Linked DNA regions of Mus musculus: region 1 is linked to region 2. Evidence: chromatin contacts called from public Hi-C data. All regions are on one chromosome and are shown on one strand. Each heading gives the region's core, a stretch centred on a gene start, on an enhancer-like site or on the middle of the called end of the contact. The rest is flanking DNA. Distances are from core to core; before and after follow the strand shown. Region 1 overlaps Hdac9 (histone deacetylase 9). Region 2 has its middle 140 kb from the start of Gm23529.

Evidence for each region. Hi-C and Micro-C count contacts between places; a contact is called where the count stands out from the background.
Region 1: a contact with region 2 is called in a Hi-C map of uterus, with 5 times the contacts expected there. The contact joins two enhancer-like sites. A contact is called at or near these places in 2 of 484 Hi-C or Micro-C datasets (both in uterus).

What each region holds. Positions count from the first base shown.
Region 1 is chr12:34,072,621-34,079,176 of GRCm38.p6, reverse strand. Hdac9 (histone deacetylase 9) reads left to right here. Exons shown (of 28, transcript NM_001271386.1): 27 at 554-701. Among named protein-coding and RNA genes, the nearest start is that of Gm40384, 11 kb to the left of the region's middle. Within about 2 kb of position 3,471, at least 77 of the 459 cell types and tissues checked have an H3K27ac peak or open chromatin away from gene starts, as enhancers often do. A contact at or near this core is called in uterus, where this site is marked.
Region 2 is chr12:33,591,844-33,598,804 of GRCm38.p6, reverse strand. No RefSeq gene overlaps it. Among named protein-coding and RNA genes, the nearest start is that of Gm23529, 140 kb to the right of the region's middle. Within about 2 kb of position 5,589, at least 24 of the 459 cell types and tissues checked have an H3K27ac peak or open chromatin away from gene starts, as enhancers often do. A contact at or near this core is called in uterus, where this site is marked.

The sequences.
Region 1 (6,556 bases), core at 2,222-4,721, 480 kb before region 2:
TTCTAGTACACACCCTGAGGTTGAGAAGGAAAGAACATCCAGGACTAACAGACCTGATTGTTCTGGCAAAGGTGCCCTTCAATTCAGCTGGCATCTCTGGGTTTTTCTTTTACTATGGTATTCCCACTTCATTTAAAAAAAAAAAAAAAAGGTTAATTGTTCAAGTAGCAATTTTTAACATTACTATTTTGTTCATTTTTCTCCAGGAGAACTCCTACTTCCAGGTCTCTTGAGGGTTTCCCAAAGGGAGTGATGCCTAGAGTCTTATTTAGTTGTAGGGACAGCTGTCATTCTGCTAACAAGTTCATTGGGCCATGGATTCTTCCTTTCTTTATTGTTTCCCAAGCAAGGCACAGATCTTGGCTTAGGAATCTTGAGTACTTCACCACTTGTCCTTCTTAGATCCCGTGAAAAGGACTTAATCACAGCAGTTCAAAAACCAAATTATAGCGCAATAATGAAAGGACTTGAACCTGTAATCATAGTGTGATTATTATCTAACTAAAGTTTCTACAAAAATACGTGATTGTTTTTTTTTTTTTTTTTTTTCTAGGCAAGTATTGGAAGTCAATCAAGATGGTGGCTGCTGCAAGGGGCGGTGCTCTGCCTGCTTCTCAGCTGCAAGAGGAGACAGAGACCGTTTCTGCGCTAGCCTCCCTGACGGTAGATGTGGAACAGCCATTTGCTCAGGAAGATGGCAGGTATGGATCCAGCATGAGGGAATGAGGTGGTCCGCGATGTCCAGACTCATTGCTGGCATTCTGGAACTTTCTTTCTGCTTCCTCTACCTGTTTTCTCCAAAGCCGCAGATGGCAGAGTGTATGATACAGGCTGTGGAGAGCTAAACTGTTTCGTTCTTCCTGGGAAAACAAACCTGGAGGACGTGGTTCCCCAGACGTGGTTCCCAGAGAAAGGCGCTGAGATCGAGAGTGAGAAATATCACTCCTTGTTGGATAATTTAGTGCAGACCGCTGTGGAAAGAGCTGCCTGGGGACCTAACTCCTCCTCCTTATCTCTGTTTTCCCAGATGTTCCCTTTCTTTCTCTCAGCATTTGAAATTTCTGCTATAACAAAGGGAACACAGGAAGGCAGAGGCTGTGTGTGATGTTAGTCAAGGGCCAGCCATTTTATACATATGTGAGTCTCCTTGAGGTCCATAAGGATAGAGGTGGAAGATGTTTGTCAAGGAGACGGGGATGTTAATGAAGGAGAACTGAGCCTGGTTTTATTCTGTAAGAGGACAATGTTCTTAATTTCTTTTCCTATGTACATAGATTGAGGGTCATGTAGAGCTTACTTGTTTACTTTTAAAGACATCATGGTGAGTTGGTAATATTTTCCTACCCATTCTCTCATCATGGCGACCACACCTAACTCAATAGTTCCTTACAATGTAAGTTGCCCGGTGTACTGCGTGTGATAAGCCATACTGATGTTTTCCACAGCTGATTGCAAGGTGACATCCTTTCTCAGGACATGTGTCAGGCAAGACACAGAAGAGACTCTGAGGCTCACACTCACATTTAAGTTGCTTCTGAGAAGGAACTCCAACTCCTTCTACCAGTTAACAGCACTGCTAATTACATGGAGCCTGTCACTCCCCAAATGCACCAGTGTGAACAGTCTGGATTCCTTACAGTCACTGGGTACTCTAAGTATAATGGATTTAACATCTTGTTTGGGCCCAAAGAGTTGATAAGTTGAATAAGAGATTTCACTTGTATGTCTGTGTTTTCTCGTGCTATAAGCACTTTAGGAGAAGACTCTCAGTGTGGGGAGCATTGATGTATTGCTGAATTAGAAGGCATTCTCTTGCAGTATCTGGAGAAAGGGAAAACGTATTTTACATTTTTGATATTATGAACTAGCTCCCTGCTGTTTCCAGCTAAGAACTGAACCAAGTTCATAATCCAAAGGTGTTGCAATTATTCCCAAGGCCAAAACCAGTTAGTTGTCTGTCATCTGAGGGCCATAAAACTGAGGAAACTAACATCTGTTAGTGTTGGTTATAAAAGAGCGAAGCTATTCTTTAGAAGCCATTTAATACAGAAAAATGAGGTGAATTCCACCCTGGGTGAAGTGAATTATAAGTAGTTCAGCCCATGAAATTGCAGAGCTTGGAATAATTAACAATAATATGAGATGTTGTGAACCCCAAGCAATATAAAAACCTTGGCACATTGGCAGGAGTTGCCTCTACAAGCATATTTGCTTATCCTGTGGTAAAGCACGTGCTTGGCTCTGATAATCTATAAGAATGAACCAAGCTTTGGTCCACAGTGACTCTAATCTTCCACTGATGGCATACAGGGAGTACCAGTGTCCTGATGAGCAGGAAGGCAGAGGGGAAGCCCAGTTTCATGTTTGTTTATTCTTTTGAGACAGAGTATACCAATTGTGAAATTTTTTTTTCCTGTGAGGGGGAAAATGGTTTGACTTGAACTATTTTCTATGTTTTTGTATTTCATTCAACAAAGGAGCAGGAAAAGAAATCTCCTAGAACCAGATCGTGTGTTTCAGTTAATTTGTGTATGACCCTCATGGAAGAGATGATGGAGAGATGGGGGTGGGATGGGGGATGGAGTGATTGACCAAGGATTGCTATCAGAATTGTCTTCCTGCTCAGCAGGCAAAGATAAAGGAAATGCCCCTGGGCTTTTGTTGTGAATGCAATATTGTGATCACACAGGAAATTGAAAAATTAGAAAAAAAATCAGAATTAAATGGATGGAAAAGAGCAAAGGCAAATTCTTTTTATAGGAAATTCTTGCCAGTTATTTTGGACGATATATTGGTGTTTGGAGTGAGATGACTCATTTCAAACTCAGATTCTGGGTAAGGCGGCCCTTTTCTTGGCCAACTCATATCTGACTCATTTACCACTAGTGAATAAGGGATAAAATGCTCCTGGCTAAGAACCATTTTAAGTATTTTCTGTTCATTTTCTTGAATGGGGGTGGGGTGACCCATTTCATCTTTACGACCACACTTATGGGCCTTGAAAAATATAGTATTAGGGGAAACTGGCCAGTGGGAGCTCATGCGAGGAATAGTTCCCAGATACACAGCTGTCATGTGTCCTTTTTAGGTGGCCAAGGACTTAAATGGGAAGGGAATGATGGGCGGGTCAGTAGAGAGTGGAAAACAAGGCTCAGATCCTGTGCATGAGAGGGAGTCAAAGAAAAAAATAAAAGGCTCGGCTTGATTGAGGCAGGTTGTGCTGAGTGTTAGCTCTCTTGTTTGCCAAGACGACATGCCTGAAAGATCTGTGCTATGCTTTGGTAGCTGTTTGGGTTTTGATGCTTTGACTTTAAGAACGTTAGAAGCAGCCTTCAACTTTATCCTAGAGGAAAGGTCGGTCTGCCCCTAGTGACTTCAGGATGACCAGCTATTAAGTGTTAGAAGCATGTTGGCACTCCAAAATTCTTGGCCCAGTCATTTTCCTTTTTCAGCTGGAAACAAAAAGTGAAAGCTAGATGTTCACATGAAAGCCTGAGCTGCTGCGAGTCATGTTCAATTATCTGAATTTAGTCTGTTGTGCCAGTGAAAAATCATTTAATTTTCCACATTTGATTATCTTTCTCATGAAAGAGGTAGTTTCAAGCCTTTGTATCATCATTATCTGACTTGAAAAACTTAGATTTTATTTCTCCTTCAGTTTGATAGCTTTTCTGGGAGGGATGTTGTGGCTTGACATGTGTGCTCTTTGAGAACTTGCTACATCTTTTCAGGGCTTTGCTGGTTTTAAATGTTTCTGTCAAATAACCAAGTCTTGATCTGTTAGGACTGCCTTTAAAAGTGACTTTTAAGTGGTCTTTCTCTCGTATATCTTTTAATATCCCCTCTTTATTCTGTGCTTTTAAATGATTTAACTAAAAGCTATCCATACTCTGAGGTAGTTTCTACAGCCCCTGCACATACAGAGAGAGAGAGAGCACTAAGTGGATCTTTCTATTTTCCTCTCATATGTTATATCCTGACTGCCATTTCCCCTTCCTCCATTCCTCCCAGTATCTCGCCCCACCTCCTTTCTCCTCCAAATCTACTCATTTCTCTTAAAAAAAAAAAAAAAAAAAAAAAATCAGGCCTCCCAGGGATATCATCCATATCACTGAATACAGCATAACAGGTTACAATGAAACTAGGCATAAACACTCACTCATACCAAGGCTGGTCAAGGACACCCAGTAGGAAGAAAAGGGTCACAGGCAAATGAGTCACAGATACTGATACCCCCAACTTCCACTGTTAGGACTCCCGCAAGAACACCAAACCGCACAACCATAAAATATGTGCCAAGAACCTAGATCAGACCCATACAGGGTCCATGTTTGTTGCTTCTGGCTCTTTATTAAGTCCATATGATTCCTGCTTAGTTGATTCTGTGGGTCTTGTTCTCCTGAAGTCTTTAGCCCCTCTAGCTTTGATAGTACACCCTCCTCCCTCTTCGGGGGGGGGGGGGGAGTGAGGGGGGCAGCAGGGTTGGTTCCCAGAGCTCTACATAGTGTTTGGCTGTGGGTCTCTGCATCTGTTCCCATCAGTTGCTGCATGATTCCCCTCTGATGACAATTGAGCTAGGCACTGATCTTTAAGTATACTGAATATCATTGGAAATCATTTCATTGACTTTTTTTTTTTTTTTTTGGCAGCCATGTTTCTTTCTCTCCTGGCTCTCTGAGCCATCTGAGGCAGTATAAGGAGTAGGATACTTCTCATGGTGTGGACCTGAAGTTGGACCAGTCATTGGTTGGCCACAAGTTCTGTGCCAACATAACCCCAGGACACCTTGCTGGCAGGACAGTTTGTAGGTTGAAGCTTTTGTGGCTGGGTTGGTGTCCCAGTCCCACTTCTGGGAGCCTTGCCTGGTTGTAGAAGATAGTCAGCTAATGCTCTGTATCTCACAGCACTACGATGCCTTGCTAGGTCACTTTTGTAGGTTCTGGGGAGTTTCCACTGCACTTCACTGCTCCAAATCCTGTTGTCTCTTCAAGTACTCTCCCTCCTCCTTCCCCCAAGCCCCCCACTGGATCACTCTTGTCCCATCCCTATCAACCCCCTATGTGCCCCCCAAAATCTATTATTTCCACTTCCCAGGGAGATTCATGCCATGCCAACTTGAAAAGTCCTTGTTACTTAGCCTCTCTAGATCTGTGGATTGTAGCATGATTATCATTTACCTTACAGCTAATTTTCTCTTATAAGTGAGTACATACCATGTTTGTCTTTCTGGGTCTGGGTCACCTCACTCATAAGGATCTTTTCTAGTTTTGTCCATTTGCCTACAGATTTCCTGATGTCATCATTTTAACAGCTGAGTAATACTTGATTATATAAATGTACCACATTTTCTTTATCCATTCTTTTTTTTTTTTTTTTTTTTTTTTTTTTTTTTTTTTTTTTTTTTTGTTTTTTTTTTTTTTTTTTTTCCATTTTTTATTAGGGATTTAGCTCATTTACATTTCCAATGCTATACCAAAAGTCCCCCTTACCCACCCACCCCCACTCCCCTACCCACCCACTCCCCCCCTTTGGCCCTGGCGTTCCCCTGTACCGGGGCACACAAAGTCTGCGTGTCCAATGGGCCTCTCTTTCCAGTGATGGCCGACTAGGCCATCTTTTGATACATATGCAGCTAGAGTCAAGAGCTCAGGGGTACTGGTTAGTTCATAATGTTGTTCCACCTATAGGGTTGAAGATCCCTTTAGCTCCTTGGGTACTTTCTCTAGCTCCTCCATTGGGAGCCCTGTGATCCATCCATTAGCTGACTGTGAGCATCCACTTCTGTGTTTGCTAGGCCCCGGCATAGTCTCACAAGAGACAGCTACGTCTGGGTCCTTTCAGTAAAATCTTGCTAGTGTATGCAATGGTGTCAGCATTTGGAAGCTGATTATGGGGTGGATCCCTGGATATGGCAGTCTCTACCTGGTCCATCCTTTCATCTCAGCTCCATACTTTGTTTCTGTAACTCCTTCCATGGGTGTTTTGTTCCCACTTCTAAGGAGGGGCCTAGTGTCCACACTTCAGTCTTCATTTTTCTTGAGTTTCATGTGTTTAGGAAATTGTATCTTATATCGTGGGTATCCTAGGTTTTGGGCTAGTATCCACTTATCAGTGAGTACATATTGTGTGAGTTCCTTTGTGATTGTGTTACCTCACTCAGGATGATGCTCTCCAGGTCCATCCATTTGGCTAGGAATTTCATAAATTCATTCTTTTTAATAGCTGAGTAGTACTCCATTGTGTAGATGTACCACATTTTCTGTATCCATTCCTCTGTTGAGGGGCATCTGGGTTCTTTCCAGTTTCTGGCTATTATAAATAAGGCTGCTATGAACATAGTGGAGCATGTGTCCTTCTTACCAGTTGGGGCTTCTTCTGGATATATGCCCAGGAGGGGTATTGCTGGATCCTCCGGTAGTACTATGTCCAATTTTCTGAGGAACCGCCAGACTGATTTCCAGAGTGGTTGTACAAGCCTGCAATCCCACCAACAATGGAGGAGTGTTCCTCTTTCTCCACATCCTCGCCAGCATCTGCTGTCACCTGAATTTTTGAT
Region 2 (6,961 bases), core at 4,340-6,839:
GAGTGAACTTAAGCCAGCAGTTTTAAAATTCGCCTGTGTTCTAGGCTTGAGTGAAATATTTAAATATACCTATAGAAAAAGGGAAATGAGTTTCTCAGTTTTGAAGTTACAAATATTAAAATGGGGAAACTACATTATTTCCATATTAGATTAGTATCTAACTGTTCTAGTAAATGCTATAGGAAGTAGGATCATTTGCTTAATTTACTTCTCTTGTAATATTTCATCAGCACCTGGGAACAAGTTATTTTTGTGTGTTGTTTTCAATTCTACTATTTAATTGAAACTTGCTAATTCTAACACATTTTAGGATATTCCTTCTTGTCAGAGCATGTTATCTATAGAAAGCATATATTGCCTTAACTGTTTTTATCCAGTTTCATACATGTATACAATGTGTTGTGTTCGTGCTCACCCACTATTAACTTCTCTTGCTCCCTCTTGTAGCATTCCAGAAGGCCACATGCTCACAAATGAGCAATAGCGAACCAGAATTGTTCTTTTTTAAATTGGTTATTTTATTTATTTACATTTCAAATGTAACCCCCCCTTCCCCCCATTTCCCCTCCGCAAACCCTCTATCTCATCTTCCCATCCTGCTGCTTCTATGAGGGTGCTTCCCCACCTGCCCACCCACTCCTGCCTCACTGTCCTCACATTCCCCTACTCTGGGCCATCAAGCCTTCACAGAACCAAGGGCCTCTCCTCCCATTGATGACCAACTAGGCCATCCTCTGCTACTGGATGCAGCTGGAGCCATAGGTCCCTCCATGTGTACTCTGGTTGGTGGTTTAGTCCCTGGGAGCTCTGGTGGAAGGGGGTCTGGTTGGTTGATATTTTTGTTCTTCCTATGGGGTTACAAACCCGTTCAGCTCCTTCAGTCCTAAGTCCTCCATTGGGAAAGCCAGGATTCTTAAACACACAAGCTCATCTCTTCAGTGGGAGAAACCAACCCAGAAGGCTGCAGTAGATGTTGCTTAATAACCTTGTGTTTTCTGCTATTCTGTAAAGCTAGACCTCAGCCCAATCTTTTTTATATTGATCACTGTTCCTCAGTCCAAAAAAAAAAAAACCTATTCTAATGAAAGAGGTTCCATGTACTTTACAAAGGAATTTGCTCTTATACTTATTACAAACCCTTCCTCCCTTAACCTGAACACTTTCTCAGTCCATAGAATCCATTCTTGTGGCAGAGGTCCCAGATGCTTGGCAAAATACTTACTCTTTGTGAAACAGTTTCAATGTAGTCATACCTTAAGCTTTGTTATAATAATTGTCACAAGGAAACTTTTCTCAAAGCTTTACAATGTTTAAATAAATATGTAAAAATAAGGGGTTAGAACTAACTGGGCTAACTATGTTGTTCTGAGCTGGGTTTCCTTCTTGCTGCTCAAAGTTCCTTTATACCACTTCCCAAGCTGTGACGTGTGCAGAAAGCCCCACCCCTCCCAGCTTCTTCTTCATATCTAGACTGTTCCTACTTTCATGTCTTTTTTTTTTTTTTTTTTAATGTCTGGGGCTTGTGCAAGGAGCCACAGCTATGGTGTGTGTTCATGATTGTAATTGCCAAGTCATATCCAGAAGACTATTCTTCGCCTGGCAGACTGGCAGAGTAAGTAATATACAATTCCAGACTGATTTCTGTATACCCTGTATTCAAATGTGTCATGTCTTCACAATAGAACCCAGAAGTCTCCTATTTCATTTCTTGTCTGATTTGATTAGAACTTTTAGTTCTGTGTTAAATTTTTATGACAGAGGTATGTGTGTTACCTTATTCTTGGTCTCAGAGGAAAAGCTTTTAGTTTTTCATTATTGAGTATGATGTTAGTTATAAGTACATTACGCATGTCAATACCTGTGTAGAGGTACTTTCTTATATAACTAAATGGTTAAGTGTTTACATTCTGAAAGGCTGTTAATTTTTGGTCAAATGTTGGTATAAGAAATAAGAAAATGACTATTCAAAAGGTATAAAAATATCAGCTATTGGTATAAAGATAGACATGATAAATTTGTTCATTTGTTTATTATCATTACTCTTCCTCCCTACTCCTATATAAAGATATATATATATAATGTTCAAGATCAAAAAGCTATCATATAATTCCATAATTCTACATAGTGCAAATAAAAAATTGGAAATCACATAAAATGCCTAATAAAATAATACTATTTATCTTAAAAGTTGGCCATATGAAATACTACTGGGATGTGGAACAATGACAATACACACACACACAAACACACACACACACACAACTTACAAGAACGCCATCTGAGAGGCAGGCGTTTGAAGCATACACACAGTACGATTCCATCCATGCAAGAGGTTAAAAAATAAAGCCATCTAATATGTCCATGCTGTATGAATAATGTGATAGAACTGGACACACAAGGGCTTTAGACCCTAGAACATGTGTGAGATGTATGCTGTTGGTGTGGATTTTAGTGTGTGCAGTTTATAAAAATATATTAAGTCATATATTCTTGAGATAAGTATATGTATCTGTAAGTCTGCTATAGTTCCATGCATTTTTTAGTTTAGAATGGATTAAATGAAATTCTTGTTCTTCCCTGACTTACAAAGGTAAAATGGTTGAGAGGAGAGAGAGAGAGAGAGAGAGAGAGAGAGAGAGAGAGGGAGAGGGAGAGGGAGAGGGAGAGGGAGAGGGAGAGGGAGAGAATATGAATTACTATCGTCAGCATCTAGCTTTTAGCCTGGTTAAAGGAAAAGTAAACTCGAAGCTAAGTAATATGTGGCTATAAATACGGTCAAAATTAACAAACATTTTCCAGCAAGGCTTTTGATATTCTCTGCATGCAAGGTAATGGACAAGTCCTAAAGGAACCCTGTGAAGGCTACTAAAAGTCAGCTCACTGCAGGAGCACTTAGCTTCCAAGACCTGTATCACAGGCTCTCCAGACACTCCACAGAACACTGTGGTGTTTTCAGAAAGTGACTGCCACCTGAGGTCAGAAATCCACCCAGAAGCTGACCTCTAACCTTTAAGTTTCAATGTGAGTTAAACTAGAGAACTTTTAACAAGAATAATACTGACCTTATGATGTTAGCAAACTACCCATATTTTTAAAAACTGAAACTACATAGGTACAGTAATCTGTCTCATACTTCCTATTCTTCCTTCACCAAAATAAGTGAGTGTTGTCCACTGAGTGTCTCACTTGAAACTATTTCAAATATAAGCTCTCAATATACCTAATAGTTCATTAACATTTAGAAATTTTTAGGTCATTTCTGCCTCTTTTCAATATCAGAATGAAATGTTTAAGAGGAAATATTTTACAATGATTATAGGATTTTAAAAGTTCCATGTCACTGAAATTTAAGTCTTATAAAGCTTCAGAATAAACAGACTTGGGTGAATCATTTAGTATAGAGTCGATGTCAGCTCAGCAGAGTTAAAACTCTGGTGTTTGGGATGTTGAAAGGTTAGTTGTGCTGGAAACAAAAGAGAGAATTACTCAGCAGTACTTGCCACTTCCTATGTGCCAGGCACAGGTAAGGAGAGTTTCGTCCATTCAGTATTCAAGCAGCCCTAGTTTTAACAGGAGCTTAAGTAAAAACAGAGAGGGACATCCAACACAAAAATGTTTAAGTTTAGGACCCTTGGGTTTTTGCTTTTTTGTTTTTTTTTTTATAAGAAACCCTGATGAGTATTGCTATGAGTAAATTATAACTATCTATAATATTAGATATGTTATCTATTACATATAACATGCATTAAGTTGTATATATGCATATATTCTATGTCACCTATATATTCTCTGTATTAGTGTGTATCCTTGTTTCTACTCGTGGAGAATCGTTTTTATTATATTTAGGATCATAAACAATACATCAAAACCTGTAAAAGGTATTGAAATGTCAATATTCAAACCCGACTAAACACTCGATGCAAAGAAGATGCAATTAAAAGCGATAAGCGAATAAAAATCTACAATAAAATTTGAATAAGGAATGCACAAGGACAACGTGAAGAAGATTGGAAACCTGAAATAGCAAATTCTAAGAAGGTTGCATTTGGAGCCCCATTTCATTTACATTAAATGAGTAAAGTGGAACTGTGGGAAGCAGGCTGCCCTCGGTGATTTCAGAGTGGTTTTAAAAGTCACTCTCGGCTGGGTGTGGTGGCACATGCCTTTAATCCCAGCAATCGGGAGGCAGAGGCAAGCAGATTTCTGAGTTCGAGGCCAGCCTGATCTACAAAGTGAGTTCTGTTCTAGGACAGCCAGGGCTATACAGAGAAACCCTGTCTCGAAAAACCAAAAAAAAAAAAAAAAAAAAAAAAAAAAAAAAGTCACTCCCTTGCAGTTTCACTGAAAAACAGAAAATAAGTTGAGGAGCGTGCCAGAGTTCACAGGAAATTAGTACGTGCTGTATCCGAGGAATAAAAACTATTGGAAAGCCTTCTGTCGCAGTTCTTACTCTCAATCCTTCTAAGGGGGGAACAAATAGGTGAAAATTAAGCATGCATCTAAATTAAAAAAAAAAAAAGGTAAAACAATTCAGAGAGTACAACAAACAGAAACACTAGAGTAGCTGAGAGCAGTAAGAAAAATAAAACAGGAAATTAATTGTAAACTGAAAATTATTTGATGGTTAATTGTTTAGAAAAAAACAAAGTAATATAAAATTAGGAAAAACAAAAACAAAACAAAGAATAATAGAAAGTGCAAGTTATCTATGCGAGTAAGTGTGCACCAGTGAGCACAGGTGACAGAAGAGGCCAGAGTCTGTGGATTCCTGCAGCTGGAGTTATAGGTGGCTGGAAGCTGTTCGGTGTTCCTGGAGCTGAACTCAGTTCCTCTGCAAGAATAGTCAGCGCATGCTTTTAACTGCTGAACCGCCCCCTCTCTCACCCTCACCCCCATTATTAAATAAGGAGCTATATCCTCTTGAGAAGAGTGCTCTAGTATGGACCCGACTGTTTGATGTTGTATCCCCAGGGCATTCTGAAGCTGTAATGAAAATCTTATTTACTGGTTTTGAGTTTCCTTTTAAAATGGTGCCTGTATCTCTTAGATTTAGTGTGTGAACTAAAATAAAAATAAATTGCACTTGTCTGTTAGTGCTTAAAGCAAGGAAGGAATCTTTAGCGTATTTTGACCCTGATGTTTAATAAAATCTGCACCATTAAAAGGTCACAATGAGTCAAACGTACTCTATATGGATGCACAACAGTTACTGAATTTTATCTTTGAAACAACCTTTTAACGCAGGGGCAGTAGCCCATGAAAGTTCTGACAGTCACATTTCTCTTATTGGATGAAAAAGAGCAAGCTTACTTTTTTTTTTCCCCTGAATGCCTCTGGCCACTCCTGGAGATAAATCACACTGAACACACAACCCACCTTTCTATAGGGTAGAGTTTATTTGTGTCTTATTATTTATCAAACAGTAACTGAGGAATTTATGAATAATGAAACGCTTCTCAAAATAAATGAGGGATTCCTTTCGCTCCGTTATTAATTATAGACCCTAAACTGGACGCTTTGGTCAGGAGCGGAGGTGCTCAGAAGGAGCCGTACAAAGTGCAGGCCCTGCTGTGTGGGTAAACTGATGACTCAATTCTAATATTAGGTTGAGCCGGGCACTCGAACTCTGCCAAGCCAGCTCCACGGGGAGCCCCACTTCAGCCCACTCACGTTTCCTAATAACGTGTTCTGTTTCAACACAGCTCAAGCCGGCCCTGTTCCCCGTGGCATTTTGATGTGAAAATGAAGGCAGCGCGTACAATAATGGATTGTAGAGATTTTTTTAGGATAAGATTTTTAAAGCAGCGGGTTGAAAGGCCATGGCGGGTATTGTGACAACGGCACATAGCTATGACCTAATGAAAATTAGAAATGATTCGCCGTTAGTATCTCTCTTTTGTTGTTTTGTCACAAAATGACTCCCCCTGCATTAAGAGGAAGATAAATCAGCTGTTATTCTGAGCAGGAAGAAGATGCTGGCGGGGAGGAGGGGCACTTAGACCCGTATCCTTGTAAAAAATAGGAGTCTGAAGCAGATTTAATTTATAAACCTGAGGGCAAAGAAGTTTCATGTGACGCTGGCCATGCGTTTCTGTGTTTTGACATTAGGGATTTAAGCTATCAGGCTGGTTGAGATTTTTACGACCCCTTTAGACATGTTTATTTGAAATCTCCCTGGCTTTCCTTGGTGAACTTTAGCCATGCAAAAGAACCCCAGGGCACAGACTCACCTCTGGCAGATTTGTTTCCCATTTCTCTGCTCTCAGAACTCCAGCTCCACCAGTATTGCTACACAGATCAAAAGACCCGTGTTTATTGTCCAGGCCACATGGTGGAAAATATATCTCTGCATAAGCTCTGCATTGGGTTTCCTGCCTCGAGAAGACAAAATCCTTTCTGTTTAGAAACAAAGATTGTTCTTAGAGAGTCCTGGCCTTGCCTAAAAAGCTGTCCCGCCTAGCTGCTGGCAAACTCAGTACTGTTTCTGAATAGGGGAAAAAAAAATCATTGCTTCGGTTGTGGTTTTTTAATAACGCATCCCCCTTCCTTAGCGATCACAGCTTCAGAGGTCTTTGGAAAAGTCTCTCAGATTTCTGGACACCTTGTTCTTCCTCAGTCTGAAAAAAGTAAAAGAGTGCAGAGAGCAGGTGACTTGAATGTTTTTGCTGGATTTTGAGGGGTCAGCCACACATCAATCTCATCACTTTCTAGGTTTCTCCTCCATGATTCTGCAAGTGCTTATTCGGGGAATTAAAGAAAGTCCTTTTAATTGAGCAGATCCTGAATTAGTGCAACACCGTGGGGCATTGGGTATTACTCAGCAGCAAGGATTCAATTACCAAGGTCAACACAGATGTAGCTAAGTCCTCCAGGAACCTATTTTATCCTAAAAAGTCCACATGCAGCCACAGAGGGTTTTTTTTTTTTTTTAATTAGAATCCCTCTCTGCAATACAAACTTG